2 separate regions of the Drosophila melanogaster genome follow, and region 1 is linked to region 2. The links are chromatin contacts, called in public Hi-C maps. All regions are on one chromosome and are shown on one strand. The core of a region is the stretch at or near the end of the contact, and the rest is flanking DNA. Distances in the headings are between cores, read along the strand shown. Region 1 holds the start of FASN1 (Fatty acid synthase 1). Region 2 holds the start of CG3558.

The links. A called contact is a pair of places that touch in the nucleus more often than the background predicts.
Region 1: a contact with region 2 is called in a Hi-C map of the S2 cell line, with 2.2 times the contacts expected there. The contact joins the promoter of FASN1 here to the promoter of CG3558 in region 2. A contact is called at or near these places in 7 of 107 Hi-C or Micro-C datasets (the D17-c3 cell line, the Kc167 cell line, the OSC cell line and 2 more).

The regions. Positions count from the first base shown.
Region 1 is chr2L:3,052,940-3,058,581 of dm6, reverse strand. FASN1 (Fatty acid synthase 1) reads right to left here and starts at 1,984. Exons shown (of 6, transcript NM_134904.3): 1 at 1,658-1,984. It overlaps FASN2 (Fatty acid synthase 2), which reads right to left. Exons shown (of 7, transcript NM_001273057.2): 4 at 3,959-5,642; 5 at 3,799-3,894; 6 at 3,269-3,412; 7 at 2,439-3,205. The coding sequence ends at 3,095.
Region 2 is chr2L:2,990,057-2,995,135 of dm6, reverse strand. It overlaps CG3558, which reads right to left and starts at 2,266. Exons shown (of 7, transcript NM_001273047.1): 1 at 2,189-2,266; 2 at 1,759-2,122; 3 at 728-1,591; 4 at 66-462. The coding sequence starts at 1,401. okr (okra) reads left to right here and starts at 2,377. Exons shown (of 6, transcript NM_057313.5): 1 at 2,377-2,429; 2 at 2,487-3,801; 3 at 3,858-4,011; 4 at 4,070-4,475; 5 at 4,537-4,700; 6 at 4,757-5,079. The coding sequence starts at 2,427. The coding sequence ends at 5,069. Bem46 reads right to left here. Exons shown (of 5, transcript NM_058024.4): 5 at 5,061-5,079.

The sequences.
Region 1 (5,642 bases), core at 735-3,234, 64 kb before region 2:
ATTTCTCAAGTTCATTGAAGTATTATTTTCATAGTCTCTCCAGATCGGTTGATCTACCGGTGAATAAACTCGCAATGCGATGGTGAGAACTATCCTTTTACAGCAATTGAACGGGCGTATATTGATTTATCGATGGCCCCCGCCCCCAATCGATCCATCCATCATCAGGCCATATTGCGAAAGTTGCGTCATTGGATATGTAAACACGGGTGACAAACATAGCCCCCTCCCCTTTCCACTCTAAACTGTGTTTGTTTATGCACTCGGTTCCATTCCCGCAGCCATCGATTGGGGCCCAAAGTACTGCTGTACGCGTCAGCACAGCCCCCGCCCAAAAACCCACATCCCCAGCCCAGCAAATCGAATCTGCCTGTGACGCTTCAAGTTCATGAACAAGATGATAACGTCTCTGACTGAGACTAGGCCATGGGGCGATTCCGAAACGGCCTGGTGGTGATAAGAGTGATAAGGCAGCGCTGCCTACTCATACGACTGTGCACCTGTATCGGAAATGTTTGATCGGCGGCGGACGCGTGTTCTTCAGGAAGCGACGACTCTATTAGCCGATAAAGATTAGCCAGACACTCGAAATTTTCCAATCACACAATCGCACGATTCTTGTTTGTTTTTGGCTGCGGAATTGGGGCGTGTGGCCGCCTTTATGGGTTGCTGGGTGTTGTTGTTTTATGCAAAGCGATCGCTTGATAACTCACTTTCAACTTTTTGAGCATTCAGCTGGTAGAGCTAAGCAATTTCTGAAAAGTATTTTACTTTAGGTGCTTAACTTTTGAATTTGATTTTGTATTTAAGCAAACAACTTATTGTTATTGCAACATTTATCACTGCAATTTCAAATGTAATAATAGTAAAATTTATAATATTTGTTTGTTTGCTTGACTTTAGCTAAATACGCAGATAGATTTCCCTATTTTCGTATTAAAAGCAATTTCAAATTTCATTTTTAGTAACTGTCTTAATGGCTGTGCAGTTAGCATGGTTGTAAAATAATGAAAATGGCACACGCAACCGGAAAATTGTTGGATTTGTCATTTCAGAAGGTTTGGGTTCGTTGCAAAAATGGCACTGGACTTATTTACATGGGAATATTTAGCAAGGATTTCCGAATTGCAAAAGGACTATAACGATGTCTGCCAAGGAAATCGTAGAAATTAAGCAGCTCTTGCATGGCAATTAGAAAGGGAAACCCTATCGCGAAGCCCCTACTATATGGAGCAGACGAGAGGAGACTGGGACTTGGACTTCCCCCCACCGCCGCCCGCACATCTTGCAATTAGCGTGTAATTTGGTGTCTCAGCGCAGCAGGAACTGCTGTTTTGGGGGGCGTTTGGAGTAGTAGAACAACACTTCTATGGGTCCTAAAGGTCAAAAGCACTGGAGAGCAAGTGCGAACTTAGTAATTCGTATTTTTAGTCGACTTGACGAATGATCACTTGGAGACGCTCGATCTAACCATTTTTCTCCTATTTTTTTCACACTTTTCCGTTGTTTCTGCTTTTTTTCTTATTTTCGTTAGCAATTCACTTTTTGTCCAGCGAAAATTTCGTTTTCATTTTCTCCTCAGCACACCAGCACACACACACACGCAAATTTGAACAGGGGCTGTTTTATTCCTGCGGCTGCCATTTTTTGTACATACCTAGAAATCAGGCGATTCCTCGACAGCTGTTTTTCGAGTTCTTGGAGTGGAGCGGGCGGAGGGCTGCGCGGAGGATTCGAATTCAGTTTCGTGGGGGGTGTTCCTTTACAGTTGGTCCTGACTGAATGGGGAAACCGTTATAATCCAGAAACTGAAACTGCTTTCGACTCGAAGTTCTCCGTTGACTGCCGTTATTAGCTTAGTTAGTAGCTATTAGTTTTTGAAAATTACTCTGCCACACACAGTTATGTTCTTTGGGATTCAAACGTAGCGTACCGGCTTGTAAAACCACGACAACGACGGAATGCTGCGACGAACGGAAATGCGAGAATCAGGTGAGCGCCGGCCTTTTTATATGACGCCCGCCGCCTCCAAGAAGAGCTTTTGGAGAGCTTCTCGCTGCGCTGCTCTCTCGCGCTGTTAAAAGTTAACCGTAGCACGATGCCCTTCCCCTACAGAGGGTACTTCGAATTCGGTCCGCCGCTTGGGCTGACATCCTCGACCTTACCTCGTAGACCTGATTGATAAGCCGCTGTTTACCGGCGATCTACTCACGGATCTACGATTTCATTTGATCATTCACAATCTACCTGAAATCCATTACTTGTACTTTTCGCTTATTAAGCTTAAAAGTGATTGGTTATTGATCAATTAGATTGAATGGTTTTTAATATTTATAGCACCTATTAAAACATATGTGGGTTCAATGAAAATATGTATAAATATTATTGCTAGTGTCAAAAAGGAAAATTCTTATTTAATTAACCGAATTGAATTAGTTATTATTTCAAAAAGGTCCTAGTTTAAGCAGACTGCGTAAAATTTTTTCAGCAGCAGGGTGTTTTTAATTCGGATTTCCAAAGCCACTGTTATTGGTGTAAACTTCTGTTATTGTTGCTGGACTCTGTGCGGCGCTTAAATTCGCATTAACAGCGATAAGTGGTCAGCTGTTGTGTGCGTGACGGAGATGTAGAAATTTTGATTTGCCCGCCATAGTCGGACCACTTTTTCGTCGATTATTAATCGTCTGGCGAGATCACTAGCGCGATAGAGTGGGCGGCATTATCAATTATGGAAAGGTACGCCGAAGTCGGGTCAATAAAGCCAGCCAGCACGGGTCAGAATGTTCGGATCGTAGTGATTCATCGTGGAAATCATGCGAGTACCACGCGAGTAAAACTGGAAACACGAGCGAACTTCTCCGATCGTTTATAAGCCAATTACTTTGTGAGAAATGCCTCGCGATAGTATACATTTGGAAAATTATCTTGTATTAGACAATGTTCTGATTAGTGAAGTTCGACCGTACTGAATGCGTTCATTATTCTTAAACAATCAATGCGCGATTGCTACGTGTATTGATAGGATTAGGGTATATGTACATTAAGTTCTACAGGATAATTCATCAGCATAATCGTACGAACTACTTCCCTTCCACTAGGGACGCTTCCGCAGGACGCGCTCGATGATCTGTAGAGTGTGCGGCTCCTTGAGGAAGGTCCTGTGTGTACCCTCCACCACATGCATGTCGATCTGGGCACTGCAAATCTGCAAGGATTGGAGGGAAATGGTCATTAAATAATGCTATAGATAGGTTTTATAGGCACTTACCTCCTTGAGGCCATAGTCCTGGGCCATAATCGCATTGTGCTCGGCCGACTTGATCAAGACCACATCGCTGTGGAGCTGCTTGGCGCCCTTGTAGCTCTCAGAAAGTAGCAGCTTCTGTTTGAACATGCAGGCGGCCTTCTTGATCTGTGACAATGTTCAAATAATATGGTAGGTTAGGTCTATAAAAACAATATAATGCAACAATATGTTTTTAAGTGCCTCACGCTAATTGCGAAGAATACGGACCATAATAATACACTAACTATTTGTCCGGCACTTTTAGAAGGCACTTTTTCTCGTCTGTTAAAAAGTACACACTTGTAATAAATACTACTTGAAATTATAAACACACACATAAGTGTAAGCAAATGCATCAACTTAGTCTACAAGTACTATAGTTAAGCCAGTACTTAATCATCAATCAAATAGATAGATGTTCAACAAATGCTTACGCTTTTATGGTGGTTTGGAAATCTAATTGACACATATATTATTAAGCAATATTGTAATTAGAATCGCTAGAGACCCACCACTTCTCTGGTTTGCTGCGTGTAACCAGCCAGAGTGTCTGCTAGTTTGTCGAGCTTGGAGGGCCATGTCTGGACTCCATCGAGGAGTTGCAGTAGCTGTAAGGATCAATATATTTATAAGAATGGTTTATAGGATCAAGCACAACAAGGAACATGGAACCACCTGGTTGTAATCCACGTCGGCGAGCAGAGCTCCAAAGTAGGCCAACGTCATGGACTGCTGCCGGTTGAGGTCGTCCGTCTGCTTCTTGGCCTCCTGGACATAGCCGCTGGCCATGGTGGGCGCTCCGTCCAGCATGATGACCTTGACCCCGAAGCGGCGCTGCTCCAGCGCCACAGCAATGGCGTGGGCGAGCAGGCAGCCGTAGGAGTAGCCTACGATGTGGTACGGTCCGAGGGGCTGGAGCTTCTGGATCTGGCGCAGATAGTAGGCGGCACAGGCCTCGATGGAGTCCAGGGGCACTTGCTCCGTGCACTGCAGCCCGTAGGCGGGGCAGGTGAGCGAGGCGGCCAGCGCCTCCACGGCTATTGTGAATCCCTCGATGGGAGCCAAGAAGAACACAGCCGGATCCTCGCTGGCCACGGGCGCCTTTGACCGAAGGCGCACCATCACCTCCTGGGGTAATACTTCCTTGGCGAATACCTTGCGCGTCTCATCGCTCTGGGGCTGGACCTCCACGCAGGCCTCCTCCTTGATCCTTGATAGGGTGGAAGAGGCTGAGGGCGATGAGACTGAAGCGGAGGGCGGTTCCTGGGCGTCTATCTGGCGCAGGGCGCTAAAGGTTAGCTGGCGGATCTCCTGGGCGCTCAGCACCAGGTCAAAGTGACGCTCCAACGTCTGCTTGATCTCTGTGCTCATCAGCGAGTCCATGCCAAGATCGAAGAGGGTGGTCTTATCGGAGACACTCTTTACATCCCTCAGTCCCATGATATTCGCGATCGTGGCTATCAAGCTCAGCCGGTTGGCCTGCTCCGTCTTGCGTTTTTCCGCCACCACCATGGAGGCCATGACGGGATGGGGCTGCTGCAGAAATAGGTCCAGAGTCTCCAGACAGCTGATCATCCGCTGCGGCAGAGTGCCGCCCACAACTGTTTCGTTGTTGCCCATGTGCTCGATGATCAGTCCGGTGTCCCCAATTGCTCCCCATTGAATCGCTGTGCCCGGATAACCATATTCCTGCCGCTGCTCGCATATCCTTTCCATCGTGGAGTTCGCCAGTCCATAGTTGGTCTGTCCCATGTTTCCCCTGCCGCAGGACAAGCTGGAGAAGCACACGAAGTACTCCAGTGCAGGACAAATTTCCCGGGAGATCTTGTCCAAGTGTATGGTGGCCAGTAGCTTCGGTGCACTTACCTTTTCAAAGTTCTTCGGGCTTTGATCTTCGATCAGTCCATCCCGTAGTACAGCCGCGAGGTTAAAGATACCTCCAACCAGGGCCAGCTTATTACTAACCTCTAGGAGTCTCTGGCAGCCAACAGCGGTGGTCACATCGTTGGTATCGATCTGAACCTGAACTCCACGGTCGTGCCAGCGACGAATCATCAGGGCCTGGTACCCGCTCTTCACCCCAGAGCGAGAGCTCAGAACCAGAAAGCGGGCTCCTCTGGAAACTAGCCAGTTGGCCAGCTCCAGACCGAATCCCCCAAGTCCCCCCACCAAGATGTAGCTCTTCTCTGGGTGCATGTAGGAGCGCGGTATGGCCTGAATTTGCCTAAGTCGCGGGAGAGCCGCCTGCTGTTCCTCCTCCAAACGTACCTTGATCACCACCTTGCCAATATGTTTGCCGGACGCCATGAAACGGAACGCCTTCTCGATCTCCTGCTCTGCAAAGACTGTGGTAGGC
Region 2 (5,079 bases), core at 1,017-3,516:
AATGCATCGAAGACAAATTTTCACGAAGAGAGACCGAGACGAGACAAAAGCGTGACTTCACTCACCTGAAGGATCGCAGGTCCCAGCACGGGAACAATAAAGCCCTGGTACATGAAGTCCAGCAACTGCTGCTTGATCATCTCATGGGCCACCTGCACCACCGCATTGCAAAACTCGAGGGCGTTCATGAACAGCGTCAGCTCCGGGATCTCTGTCACATCGTCTGGCGTTATCCGGTGCCAGTCGATGGAGCTAATCTCGATGCTGTTGGGCAGACGCGAGTAAAGCCCACCCAGACCGGTCACCAACAGCGGGCAGATCGAGGAGTACTGGGCTATGTACGTTCCAATGTTGGAGTTCTTCTGCGAAAGCGCCATGCACAGCAGCAGAGCATCGCGCGCTTGGTGACCAAGACTGCCTTCGCGATGCACGTACGGGATAAGCAGCGAAAATATTATGAAGCTAAAAGAATCAATAAAAGATTTATCAGACACGGAATATACCTTATAATAAAGTCTTAGAATATAAATATATAAATCTTAGAAGATAAATGGAACAAGTCAAGTGGATTCATCACTCGTAATTGGAATATTACAGGGTCACTTTTTTAGTATTGCCTTATCTGGCTAATGTCGCTATTACGCGATGAATCATTACACAAATATTCATTTATCGCTATTCTTTTTTATGCTGAATGAATTGGAATGTTTAAAAGTTATGAGCTTACTTGGTAGTGGTTCCGCTTTTGGGTGGCGCCACGTTGCCATTTAATATCTGCTCCTGCACCTGCGTCTGGGCGGAGAAGAAAAAGAGGTCCAGCAGGTGGACATTCTGCATAAGAACCACGCACAGCTGGTTCAGCAGGATCACCAGGCGCTTCTCGAGATCGGGCGGAAAGATCTCGCCCTGGCTGGATGCCAGTATCTTGAGCAGGGGTCGCAGGAAGGGCTCGTGGCAGAGCAGCTGGTGGCGCGAGTGGCTGACGAGCAGTTCGTACAGCTTCAGCTGCTCCAGCCTCACAGCGTTGGCATACCGTCCCGTGGTGCAGGCCCACTCGTACAGCTTGTCCAGCAGATTCTCGCTGAGCAGGAATTCCAGGCAGGGCGCCGCAGGCGGACCACTAGCCTCGGCCGCCGGCAGCGAGACTTTGTTGCAGTGATGCAGCTCCACGAGCAGCAGGGTGACCATGTAGTCCAAGTGCGAGACCACGCCCAGCACGTCGTCGTGCGAGGGCGGTGCACTGTGCTGGATGATCTCGAAGGCCTGCTGCCAGTGCTTACAGAAGCTGTCGTAGCAAGCGCGCGGATCGCAGTCTGTGGCAGCGTCGATGGGTCGCTGTCGCAGTGGGCCGACGTGTCCGACGGAGGCAACGCCTCCACCGCTGCTCTGGCGCAGCCACATCGTTGTCGGTGCGGTGTGTGTGCGATTCGGTGGCTTTTAGTGGCGCTGGTCCGCTGATAACTGCTCCGTGTGCGTTTCGTTTGGCATGAATTGGTGGTGCTGGTGCTCTGTTATCTCTCGTTTTGTGCTTTTGTCCGACTGTGTGAGTGGTGAGTATTTCAATGTTGCTCGCTTTTTAAATATTTAGAAGCTAAAAGAAGACGCACTTTAGTTGAATATTCGCTATTTACTTTTCTCTAATGTTCCCAAGAACAACAAGTGACACACTTACGCACACAGCCACACACACACCTGTGTACGTGTGCCCACCTATTTGGGCACTCACTGTGGTTGTTGTTGCTGCTGCTGCTCGCTCACCTGATGAATTTAGATTTGATCATCGTCATCGTCTCCGCTGCTTTCCGCTCTCCGTGCATCGTGCATCTACACCCATTACTGTTTAGTGGCCCTTCTTAGATGGGTTTTCACGCTTGCAGCATTTGCAGCGTTTTTTTTTTTGGCACTTTGGCAATTACAATTACAAATACAATTAAGTGGTAGTACCAACACTTCCGCAGATTTGCGGACTAGATTTGCGTTCTTGCAGCACGAAATTCGCGCTTTTGGCGCGGGTTTTGAAGTCAAGAAAGGGAAGGCAGTCCGGCCCGCACTTTATTGCCTCATTTTGCACTATTTTCGTAGTGTTTCCAAAGCAATTCTGCGTAAATATTTACAATTATATCTGCACGGAAATAGAAAGTTAGCGATGAGCAGCTATCAATATAACATATCGATGTTTCGATTATACCTGAGATACATCGGGAATTTTTGACATCGGGGTGTAGCAATTCCATTTTAGTTTTATTTTTATCTAATTATCTATTCACTTTTAAAACAGCGTGCTATGATCACAAGTATTAGTTTGATTAAATGCGTTCTGTTTCATTATCCCAGCGTTCCACTTACCAGTATTTCTTATCGCCTGTGTGACCAGACTTCCGCGCTTCTATCAGCTGTTCGCGCTACCGCCATTTGAATTTAATGAAATGGTAAATACAAAAATTTGATTTATTTAATTCCATTTCCCTAATCATTTATTCCTAAAGCGGCGCAGTCTGGCTCCCAGCCAACGTGGACCACTGCGTCCCGAGTCCCGTCACTCCTTCACGCCGCCACTGCTGAAGAAAAACAAGCGATCCTGCCAGCAGGAACTGGAGCGAGAGCAAGAACTGGACAGAAGACGACTGGGCGCCCTCCGAGATGCCAGCAACACATCAGAGCTCCCACTGCCTATTCGCTTCACGGCGAACAGCGAGTATGAGTTGGCCATTGCCAAGGTTCTGGCACGGAAGTTCAAGGTGCCCATGGACAATTACGTACCGGATTACGGTGGTAAACGGGTCCTGGGCGTGCGGCGCTGCATTTCCCGACGACCCCTACACGATCCGATGGCCTGCAACGCCTTGGTACTCTTCCATCCACCCGCCTACACAGAACACGAGCGCATGGGCATGGATCCGACCAAGGTTCTGGTGCACGTCGTCGTCGATCCGCTGCTGAGCAACATATTGCGGCCGCACCAGCGCGAGGGAGTGCGTTTCATGTACGAGTGTGTGGAGGGAAAGCGGGGCAACTTCAATGGATGCATCATGGCCGACGAAATGGGTCTCGGGAAGACGCTGCAGTGCGTAACGCTGGTCTGGACACTTCTAAGGCAGGGGCCCGAGTGCAAGCCGACGATCAACAAAGCCATTGTCGTGTCTCCATCATCGCTGGTTAAGAACTGGGAGAAGGAGTTTACCAAGTGGCTTCACGGTCGACTCCTTTGCCTGCCCATGGAGGGCGGGACCAAGGAGAACACCATCCGAGCACTCGAGCAGTTCTCCATGACTTCTGCCCGGCTGGGGACACCTGTTCTGCTCATCAGCTACGAGACATTTCGCATCTACGCGGAGATCCTGTGCAAGTACGAGGTGGGAATGGTGATATGCGACGAGGGACATCGCCTCAAGAACAGCGACAATCTGACGTATCAGGCTCTCATGGGACTGAAGACAAAGCGACGGGTCTTGCTTTCCGGCACTCCCATCCAGAACGATCTTACTGAGTACTACAGCCTGGTGAACTTTGTAAACCCGGAGATGCTGGGAACGGCGGCCGTGTTTAAGCGCAACTTCGAGAGCGCTATTCTGCGGGGCCAGAATACTGACTCCACGGAACAGGAGCGACAACGGGCCATAGAGAAGACACAGGAGCTGATAGGTCTGGTCGATCAGTGCATCATTCGTCGCACTAATCAAATTCTAACCAAATATCTGCCGGTTAAGTTTGAAATGGTTATCTGTGCGAAACTGACGGCGATTCAACTCGAGCTATACACGAATTTCTTGAAGTCTGATCAAGTTCGACGTAGTTTGGCGGGTAAGTCATTAGGCAATACTACCACAACATTCCTACCATTTACAATTCCCTTCAAGATTGCAATGAAAAGGCTTCGCTTACGGCGCTGGCAGACATTACAACGCTTAAGAAGATTTGCAGTCATCCGGATCTCATATATGAGAAGCTCACTGCGCGGGAAAAGGGATTCGAAAACTCCCAAAATGTGCTGCCTAGTAATTACAAACCAAAGTACGTCGCCTGTTGCGCGCGAATAGCAATGGCTATTAATGAATCTTTTGTGTTCCAGGGATCTCAATCCAGAGCTAAGTGGCAAGTTCATGCTCCTGGATTTCATGCTGGCAGCAATACGTGCAGAGGGCAACGACAAGGTGGTTCTCATTTCCAATTACACACAGACCCTGGACTTGTTCGAGCAGCTCGCGAGGAAGCGAAAGTACGGATTTGTCCGGCTTGATGGCACCATGTCCATCAAGAAGCGATCGAAGGTTGTTGACCGATTCAATGACCCGGAGTCTGACAGCTTCCTTTTCATGCTGAGCAGCAAGGCTGGCGGCTGCGGCTTGAATTTGATTGGAGCCAACCGCCTGTTCATGTTTGACCCAGACTGGAATCCGGCCAACGATGAGCAGGCAATGGCCAGAGTGTGGCGTGACGGGCAAAAGAAGCCCTGTTACATATATCGCCTCGTTGCCGTGAGTACCTGAATTGGTTCTGCACGGAACTTTCTTTTTCAACTCAAGAAATCTCTTTCAGAGTGGTTCCATCGAGGAGAAGATCCTGCAGCGACAGACGCACAAAAAATCCCTGTCGAGCACCATCATTGACAACAACGAGTCGGCCGAGAAGCATTTCACCCGCGACGATCTGAAGGACTTGTTTACATTTGATGCGAACATTCTGTCCGACACACACGACAAGTAAGAACTGGCTTTGGATACCCTTTAGATCATGATCGTGTAACATATCTTTTCAGGCTCAAGTGTAAGCGCTGCGTTCAAAATATACAAATGAAGCCACCGCCCGAGGACACGGACTGCACCTCGCATTTGTCACAATGGTACCATTGCTCCAACAACAGAGGCCTGCCTGACAATATTCTCGCCCAGGCCTGGATGGATTGCAAGTGCGTGTCCTTTGTCTTCCACCACCGATCGCAGGCTCAGGAAATTGTGCCGAGTGCTGAGGAGGAAGCAACAGATCAGCCAGAGGAAAAACCAGAAAGCCGCAAACGATCATCCACGCCCGCCAGTGATGACAGTGCCGATGAGGACTTCCGTGGATTCTAGCAATTGTTTG